Linked DNA regions of Zea mays: region 2 is linked to region 1. Evidence: chromatin contacts called from public Hi-C data. All regions are on one chromosome and are shown on one strand. The core of a region is the stretch at or near the end of the contact, and the rest is flanking DNA. Distances in the headings are between cores, read along the strand shown. Region 1 holds the start of LOC103635772. Region 2 overlaps LOC103635779 (E3 ubiquitin-protein ligase UPL4).

What was found. A called contact is a pair of places that touch in the nucleus more often than the background predicts.
Region 2: a contact with region 1 is called in a Hi-C map of leaf, with 3 times the contacts expected there. The contact joins the enhancer-like site here to the promoter of LOC103635772 in region 1. A contact is called at or near these places in 2 of 25 Hi-C or Micro-C datasets (endosperm and leaf).

Annotation. Positions count from the first base shown.
Region 1 is chr8:119,987,084-119,991,171 of Zm-B73-REFERENCE-NAM-5.0, forward strand. LOC103635772 reads left to right here and starts at 2,235. Exons shown (of 4, transcript XM_008658152.3): 1 at 2,235-2,553; 2 at 2,676-3,120; 3 at 3,223-4,088. The coding sequence starts at 2,715.
Region 2 is chr8:120,446,943-120,451,030 of Zm-B73-REFERENCE-NAM-5.0, forward strand. LOC103635779 (E3 ubiquitin-protein ligase UPL4) reads left to right here. Exons shown (of 17, transcript XM_008658155.4): 14 at 1-35; 15 at 127-255; 16 at 340-423; 17 at 1,010-1,471. The coding sequence ends at 1,075. Among protein-coding and RNA genes, the nearest start is that of LOC103635779, 15 kb to the left of the region's middle. Within about 2 kb of position 1,694, at least 6 of the 20 cell types and tissues checked have an H3K27ac peak or open chromatin away from gene starts, as enhancers often do. A contact at or near this core is called in leaf, where this site is marked.

The DNA of each region.
Region 1 (4,088 bases), core at 985-3,484:
CTGGCAGTCCCAGTGCAAGTAAACTGGGAGTAAATTACATTTTATATAAGAGAAGACATAGTTTGATGATGAAAAGCTTTCTGCTGTCCACCATGCACTATAGGTACAACAAAATCGACTAAAAAGTTGCAGTAGCAACGCAAACAAGTGAATCAAGTATTAAGTATACTACAGGTTCCCAAGTCTCAATCAATACACTAAAGTGCTAATCAGCATGGAGTAACCAATAAATGCATTCGTTGGGACAAAAACAAGAAGACATAAGCACGCTTACCCTCGTGGAAACCCTGAGCAGCAGAGCTAGGACAGGTCTGCACACAAGAGAAAATGTTACCAGTAGGATTAGTCAGCATTCACATTCCTCTGGACGCAAGCAAAATCTAACCTAATGCTGTGGAGTCGCACATCAGTGTCCAGCTACTTGTGAGAGCGCAATCCACCTCAAGGAGCATCGCGGGATTCACATTCCACAGTAGAAGCCTGACAACGGGAGCAAGGGGGCCAGGGGGTGTAACAACTGACCTTCTCGCGGTCGATTGGTTCGGGGCGGAGGCGCGCCATCGGGGGCGGACCACGGTGCTGCATGCGAGACTTACCGAACCCCAAAAAACAGGGTGCTCGATGACGACATCAATCTGGGGTGACCTGAAGGAGCCCGAGAAGCCGTCGCAGGGTATTCCTGTTCCTACCGGCAGCAGGGGAGGAGAAATCCGTGGGCGCGCGGTTGGAGCTCTCGGGCATCGCGCAATCGCCAACTCGTTGTACCCGAAGGCGTCGACGACGCAGTCGAAGTCGGTGGCTGGCGCGAGCGACGTCGCCAGGTGGGTGTTTTCGTTTACCTATCCCACCCAGATCTGGTAGGAGTAGCGAGGTTTGGGAGGAGGACATACCAGGGTCGAGGCGTAGAGGTGGCGCTCCAGCGGTGACCATGGCGAGGGGGAGGGTGCGCCCTGCGGCGGAGGTGGAGGCGATGGGAGGTCATGGCGGCGCGGTCGTCGTTGTCGGGGGCCGTGAGGCATCTATCGCGGCAGGGGCAGGGCCGCAGGGGACGAGCAGCGCGGTAGAGAGAGGAACGTGCGGGGAAGGTTAGGGATTGGGGTGCGGTCGTGCGGTGGAGGGGAATGGAGCGTGAGAGACGCAGATGCACGATAGGATACGGACGGTCCAGATTGATGGACGACAGAACGAGGGGAGGCAAACTACTATTGCTTACTTAATAAGTAGTAGAGATTATACTTGCTCTATAGCAAACTTAGTATATCTCAGTCCCTTTCTTGTTTGAGTGAATCTATACAAACTTGTGTTAGGAAAAACTTTTGTTCGTTGTGGTTTTAAAGTTATATATATATATATATATATATATATATATATATGCTATTTTAGTAGTGAGATATATGGTCTAGACATCTTGGTGAGACGTTCAAGGAAACCCTTTTTTAGTGTTTATATTTATACTATATCTATATGTGAGACAATTCTTTTATTTGTTGTATTTGTAAGTTATATGTGCTACTAACACAATGTTTGTGCGTTGCGATCGCTATATATTACATAGTTAGATTTTATTTAACTTGATCAGAGGATGACCTAACTCGTTGTCCATTGAGCCCGTTGTTCATTCTATTTATCCCATAGTTGTATTTTGTTTAACCTCGTCTGAGCACGATCTGGCCTACCGTTGTCAATTAAGTTCATTGTCCATTGGTTTCTCTTGGAGAGGTTTGGATAGGGTTAGGATAGGGAAAGGGAAATAGGATAGGATAGTTTGCACCAAAAATTGCACCTTCCTTGCATATATACATTTTATATATTAAGAGTTTTGTTGGGTCTTTAATAACTTAAAACCTATCAATCGTCATCCACCGCCAGTCTCACCCATCTCTTCCAGGCATCACCTCTTCGTCCTCTTCAGTCTCATAGTTTTTTTTTGCTTTATTGCTCACGTACATTGGTTGGTAAAAGCAAACTTCACTCCCTTGATGCAGATTCTTCTCTTGTTTAGCTAGCTATCCAGAAGATATAACTTATGCAATCAATTATATTGGTGTAAATGTGTAATTAAGCAATCTCGTGCATTCAATCGTAATATAACAGTGATTGCTATTTTATATTTAACCATTTCCACCTAAAACCTACCAGAATGGTACTAGCTTTTAGATAGATAAAAAGGGTCAATCAGAATCCCATTTTACATTTCTAGATGAACCTACCAGAATGTTTAATGTGATTCTGGCGTGACATGCACAGAGAAGCATTAGGAAAATACGACGGTGACGACTCACGACACGAGCATCAAAACAATCTCTACCCTCCCCGTGATGAGAGAACACAGAACAGTCTGTACCCGCTTGAGCTCGGGCCAAGAGCGCCGATACACGATACGGCAGCCGAGCACACTCTTCCCCTTCCTGACCTCCACTTCCTAGCTCGGCCCCGGCTCCGCATCTATCTATCTCTCGCCCTGCCGTCTCCGGAGACCGGAGCTGCTCTCACATCCCCACGCGCGCGCCCTCGACCCCGACCACGTCCCCCGCCCGCTCGGCGCTCGCACAGGTAAATTCCGTGCTCCCCCGCACTGATCCGCTCATAGGGTTTCGGCGCCCCGCCGGATCGATGAGAAACTCCGAGCTCCCCCTCTCGCTGACTTCCTGCCACCGCTGTTCAAGTCCTTCCAGATTCCCTCGTCCGGGGAGCGGCGCTGAGGTCTCGCACCGATGAGCTCGGGGGCCATCGGGGCCTCGGATCCTGGGGGTGGCGAGACGAAGCCGGTGGCGGGCGGTGACGTCACGACGTCGGAAGCTGCGGGCGAGGTGCCTGCTTTCGCCGCCGATGTGAAAGTGGAGGGGAAAGCTACGTTGGCGACGGATGTGGATCGTGAAGGGGGAGATACGGCGGTGAGCGACCCGCTCTACGCGAACGAGTCAGCTGGTATGGTTGGTGCCGAAGGCCACGGAGATGAGCCCGCGGAGGGCCTGGAGGCGGTGAATGGTGAGGAGGAGATGCTAGAAGCAGGAGCTCGTGATCTGCTCACTGAGACGGAGAAGAATCCGGTTCTTGTGGTACATGTGCCTGCTGCTGCTGCTGGTGGTGGTTCTGCCATTCCTGAACATGCTGAAGCCGGTAAGGAGACTGCTCAGAGCCCTGTGCTTGTAGGCGTGCTGCATATTGATGGCACCGTTTTTACTCATCAACATCTTTAATTATATCCCTATTCCATTTCAGAATCTAACAAAGTTGAAGATCATGTAAACGTGGAGCCTGGGACAAAGAATAATGAAAGTGATAATGGCATAGCTCATTTTGATAAGGAAATACAGAACAATGTGCCTGATGACATAGAGGAAAGCTCCAAGGAACATGAAGGTGATGGAGCACCTGTAGTTGACCAGACAAATAATGCATCTGAAATGCTCCCACAAACCGGAGAGCAGTTTCCTGATGTTGAAAATAGCACGGACAGCAACCTAGAGGCTGCTAGTCTGGGTAGTGTGGATCAGGGTGCTAGATACTGCCTGCCTCCTCATGATAAAGGCGGGTTTCAAGTTGCTGATCTTGTCTGGGGTAAAGTGAAAAGTCATCCTTGGTGGCCTGGTGAAATTTTTGATCCATCAGATGCATCTGAATTGGCTCTGAAACATCAGAAAAAGGGCAGCCACTTGGTAGCTTATTTTGGTGACAACACTTTTGCGTGGTGCGATGAATCCCAGTTGAAGCCTTTTGTGACAAATTATTCACAAATGGAGAAACAGAGCAGTTCAGATGCCTTTGTTGGGTCAGTTAATAATGCACTTGAAGAACTGTCAAGGCGGATACTGTCAGGTATGAGCTGCTCTTGTTTGCCAGAAGAGCTTGCTGATAATGGCATGTCCTATACAGTTGATAATGCTGGGCTCAAGGATGGAGTTACTTGCTCTGCAGTTAATCGGCCTGAAATCTTAAACTGTTTCAGTCCAGAAAACCTTCTTCATTATATTAAGGAGTTAGCTCTATTTCCTGGCCAAGGAGGTGATCTGTTGGAGTTAGTTATAGCATGTTCTCAACTTACTTCTTTCTATCGATCTAAGGGATGTCCTGAACTTGCATCATTT
Region 2 (4,088 bases), core at 444-2,943, 460 kb after region 1:
ATGGCTACACTTCCAGCAGCCCTCCTGTCATTAATGTAAGTTCTCTAGACAAGATATTTTGAATTGGCAATGTATGTTGTGAACCGTTAATGGAGGCCTGCTATTTGAATCTAAAATGCATTGCAGTTGCTGGAAATCATACAAGAGTTTGGATCCATTCAACGTAGAGCTTTCTTGCAATTTATAACGGGTTCACCTCGGCTTCCACCAGGCGGCTTGGCTGCACTAAATCCAAAGTTCACAGTTGTTCGAAAGGTCTGTTTTTGTCGTAAAGCTCTCGTTTATGTTTCAGTTCGTTTGAACCATCTTTTGCTAACATTGTGATGTAATAATAAACAGAATAACAGCAATGATGTTGATCATGACCTGCCGAGCGTGATGACTTGTGCCAACTATCTTAAGTTACCTCCATACTCTTCAAAGGTTTGACCTGTCTGCGTATCCTAACTTAGTGGAGTTTACTAGGTTAATTTTTTCAGTATCATTAATGGTTTGAGAGATCGAAAGGACATTAGGTGGAATAGATTGAGATTGGACTTCTTATATCATTTGGGAGATTGAACCAATATTATAAAGTTGTCTGACTAATCACGATTAGTCAGGCTGATCGATGCCATGGCGATCAGCTTTGCACTACGATTAGACACGATTAGTTGAGCTGATCAGTGCCATGGCAACTAGGATTGATTAGACAATTTGATAACATTGGATTGAACTTCTTATAACAAACAAATCAGGCGAAATAAATTGAAATTAAACGTCCATGTTCTCAGGGTATCTCAACGTCAAGATCTCTCCCTCCCAGCCAACATAACCAAAAACAATAAGCAGCCAACATAGCTACCAAAAAAAGGCTAAAAATTATGCAAGTCAAGTTTTTTTTGTGTTGATTCATAGTAAAAAAGTGTTTTGAACGCTGAACTTCTCACTCAGCAAATTTCCGCGCATTTGATGTTTAGCTATGCTTTGTTTGTTTCGACCCATGAAAGTTTGCTTGTTTTTCCTGTAGGAAAAGATGAGAGAGAAACTCCTCTATGCAATTACAGAGGGCCAGGGATCCTTCCACCTATCTTAACCAATAAGCGATAATGATACTTCGCATGCAACAGGAGTTTCTCTTTGTAAGTATCTCGTAGGAAAGGAAAACACGGTGTAAATGTGGGTGGTTCACTGCTTATTTTAGCTGACAGCACGATCTGGTGGAGCTGATTTTAGGAGAGAAAAAAACGGCTACCGCTCTTTGTACATACTAGGTTTCAGGTGTGATCAAGCAGATCACTAGTGTGCCTAGTTCGCTACTCTTTTGTTCAAACTTTCGGTGTACATATGCGTGCCTGCCTGATAGAAGTGCCAGTGCTATCTTTCATTGTTCGTTGGTGTTTGCCTTCTTAAGCGTCGTTGTGTGACTTATGGCGAAATATGTGCAAATTATTTGTGGATTTCATATGAACAATGTCTGATCCGAGCGTGAGGAATTTGTGCTTTTGGAATAGGACAGTGCCTTTTCCTTCGGTTCCTATAGTGGCCTGTCCCTTATCGTCCCTCATCGATCAGACATTTTTCGTGGCGATTGCTCTGCTATGTTCCTGTTGTTATCTTTGGTTCTCAAAAGTTTCTTGTGTGTGCGAGAGGTGGCACACGAAGGCACCAGAGAACCGGTGAGCCGGGTCGCTTCCAGATGCAGCCAAGTCCTGCATCCGTGCCAGTACCGTAGCCGTTGGCAACAAAAGAAGCCTTTGCGTGCAAATAAATGGCTCTGCCCAGAACCGCTTTTAAACAAAAAAGGAGTTAGGAATACAATATCTGATCTGAGGAACAAAAGAAGCTATAGTTTAATTGTATTCTTCTGTCCAAGGATAATACGCTTGTTTGCAGATGTCGCAACTCCTTTCCCTTCAAAAGCTTCCTTTGATTGATATCTAATCAGAAACCACTGTCTGGTGTGATTTTTATAGCCCTTTTCCGCTTCTTGAGCGGATCTTTCGGGCAAGTAAACCCGTTCATTGGCTGTCTAAAAGCTTCGCGAGAAATGAGTAACATGATGTCTAGGAAAGCTTTGGAGCTCATAGGCTGTTGTCGTCGTACCATGTGATTAACAGAAGAGCTAGCGACGCGTCACTAGCAAATAGGAAAAGTGAACAACTGTCAACTTAATGAGCTCCAAAATATAAGTTTTACCACTCCTAATTGTACCACATGGTTCTGCAACTCAGATGGTCTGCCTTTTCTAGAACTTTCAATCAGTATAAGAACACCTCATGATACAATAGAAATTAGTTCTTAGATACGTCGTGGTCGAGGCACTGCATAAGAACCGTGTACTTTTAGGGCTTGTTCGGTTATTCCCAACACACATGGATTGGATGGGATTGGAAAAAAATGAGAAGAAATTTGACTTGTTTGGGATTCAAACTCATCCAATCCCACTCAATCCACATGGATTGAGAGCTAACCGAACAAGCCCTTATTGTTTTTAAACTGGATGGACTTTATTTATGTAGTTTTATTTGCTGTAACGAGCTATGTATTTTCAGAATGTTTTCCTCGTTTTTGTATTTTATTTGAATTAAAAATCATGTTTTGTTGTGTGTATGAGTCTGTAAAAGAAAATCTGACGTGACGCTGATGAGGTTGTAAGCTGACTATAAATGTTATGCACTAAGATCCTATTTATTTCCTCCCAGGATTATATAATTCAGCTTATATATTATATAAGTATCTAATGTACTGCTTATGGATTATCATAATCTAGGTACCTAGAATATATAATCCACATAAAAATATATGTTGTTTGTTTGTCATTTAACTTATTTAAGTTGGATTATATAATCTAGAGAGTAAATAATCGGGGCCTAAAAAGTTGTGGTAGATAAATACCGGCAATAGTGGATACAGATTGATCGATAGTGGGTGGCAGTAGATATAGGCTAGTGATATTGGATCCAACCTAAGATTTGGATGCAGAGGAGGTAAGAAATACTATCATGTTGTGAGTCTTTTATTTAAGTTGTGATAACGACAGCTATAAGACAAATTTAGGAAAAACAGAGAATCGGAAACATCCACACGCTTACCCTCTAAAAAGTAATGTATGCATCGATATATTTACATGACATGAACAATGTGGTTCAAATTGCCACCAAAGCATATAACAAGTGCCACATTAGAGAATGGGTGTCTGTTGACATGTCATAACGCCCATTCTTTGATGTGACAATGACTTCGGCGCTCAGATTTGTTCATGAGGCATAGGGTGCTAGTACGGAGAGAAATGTCATTCCTTAGAACAAATAATTGGGTAACCTAACTTGAGTTGGACCCTTATTTTTTATTCAATGGCACTATTTTTTTAGTGTTTTTTTGTTTTCTATTCTAACACAAGTCCTCAAGTCATGTGATAGGCAGGGGAGGATTCAGGCCTATGGCCCCAGGTCCTACTCTTGGGCCGAGTTATTGCCTAATAGCAACCCACAAAAAACCTGAACCCTAGCTAGCAGCTTTTCATCCATGCATCATGCGTGCTTGTGTTGAGAGCCTAAGAGCTGCTTATCTGCACTTGACTCCGTGAGATTGTGAGCCTAGGGTTTGGGGCGACGGTTGTGTGACGAGCAGAGCAGGAGCAGAGCAGCGGAGCTGCCAGAGCAGGAGCAGCATTGCGACGACCAACGAGCGACGACGAGTCGGCATTAGGCAACTACCGACCGGCACTCCCGCAGGGCGCATGCTAAAGGTGTCGGCGCGCGGCGACCGACGTGCGTGGCAGGTCGGCAGCCCGCAGGGCGAGGCGGATTAGGCGGCGACCCGGCGTGCGCGACAACCGACACGGCGAGGCGGCGACCGGCGAGCCCTGAGGCCTGAGCAGCTAAGCTCGAACTCCCAGTCAGGCGCAGTGCAGCAGCAAGCAGCGCAACCACAGTCCGCAGAGCCAGTGCTCTCTGCCTCTCTGGTGAGCACCGAACACCGTAAATTTGTCTAGGGTGAGCCTCACTTTTCCATGGTTTGTGCTTGTTGTTTGACACTGGGAATTTTTTGTGTTGTGTCTAGGAAGTTTCATAATCCATAGTGATCAGTGTACAATATGAAGAGAG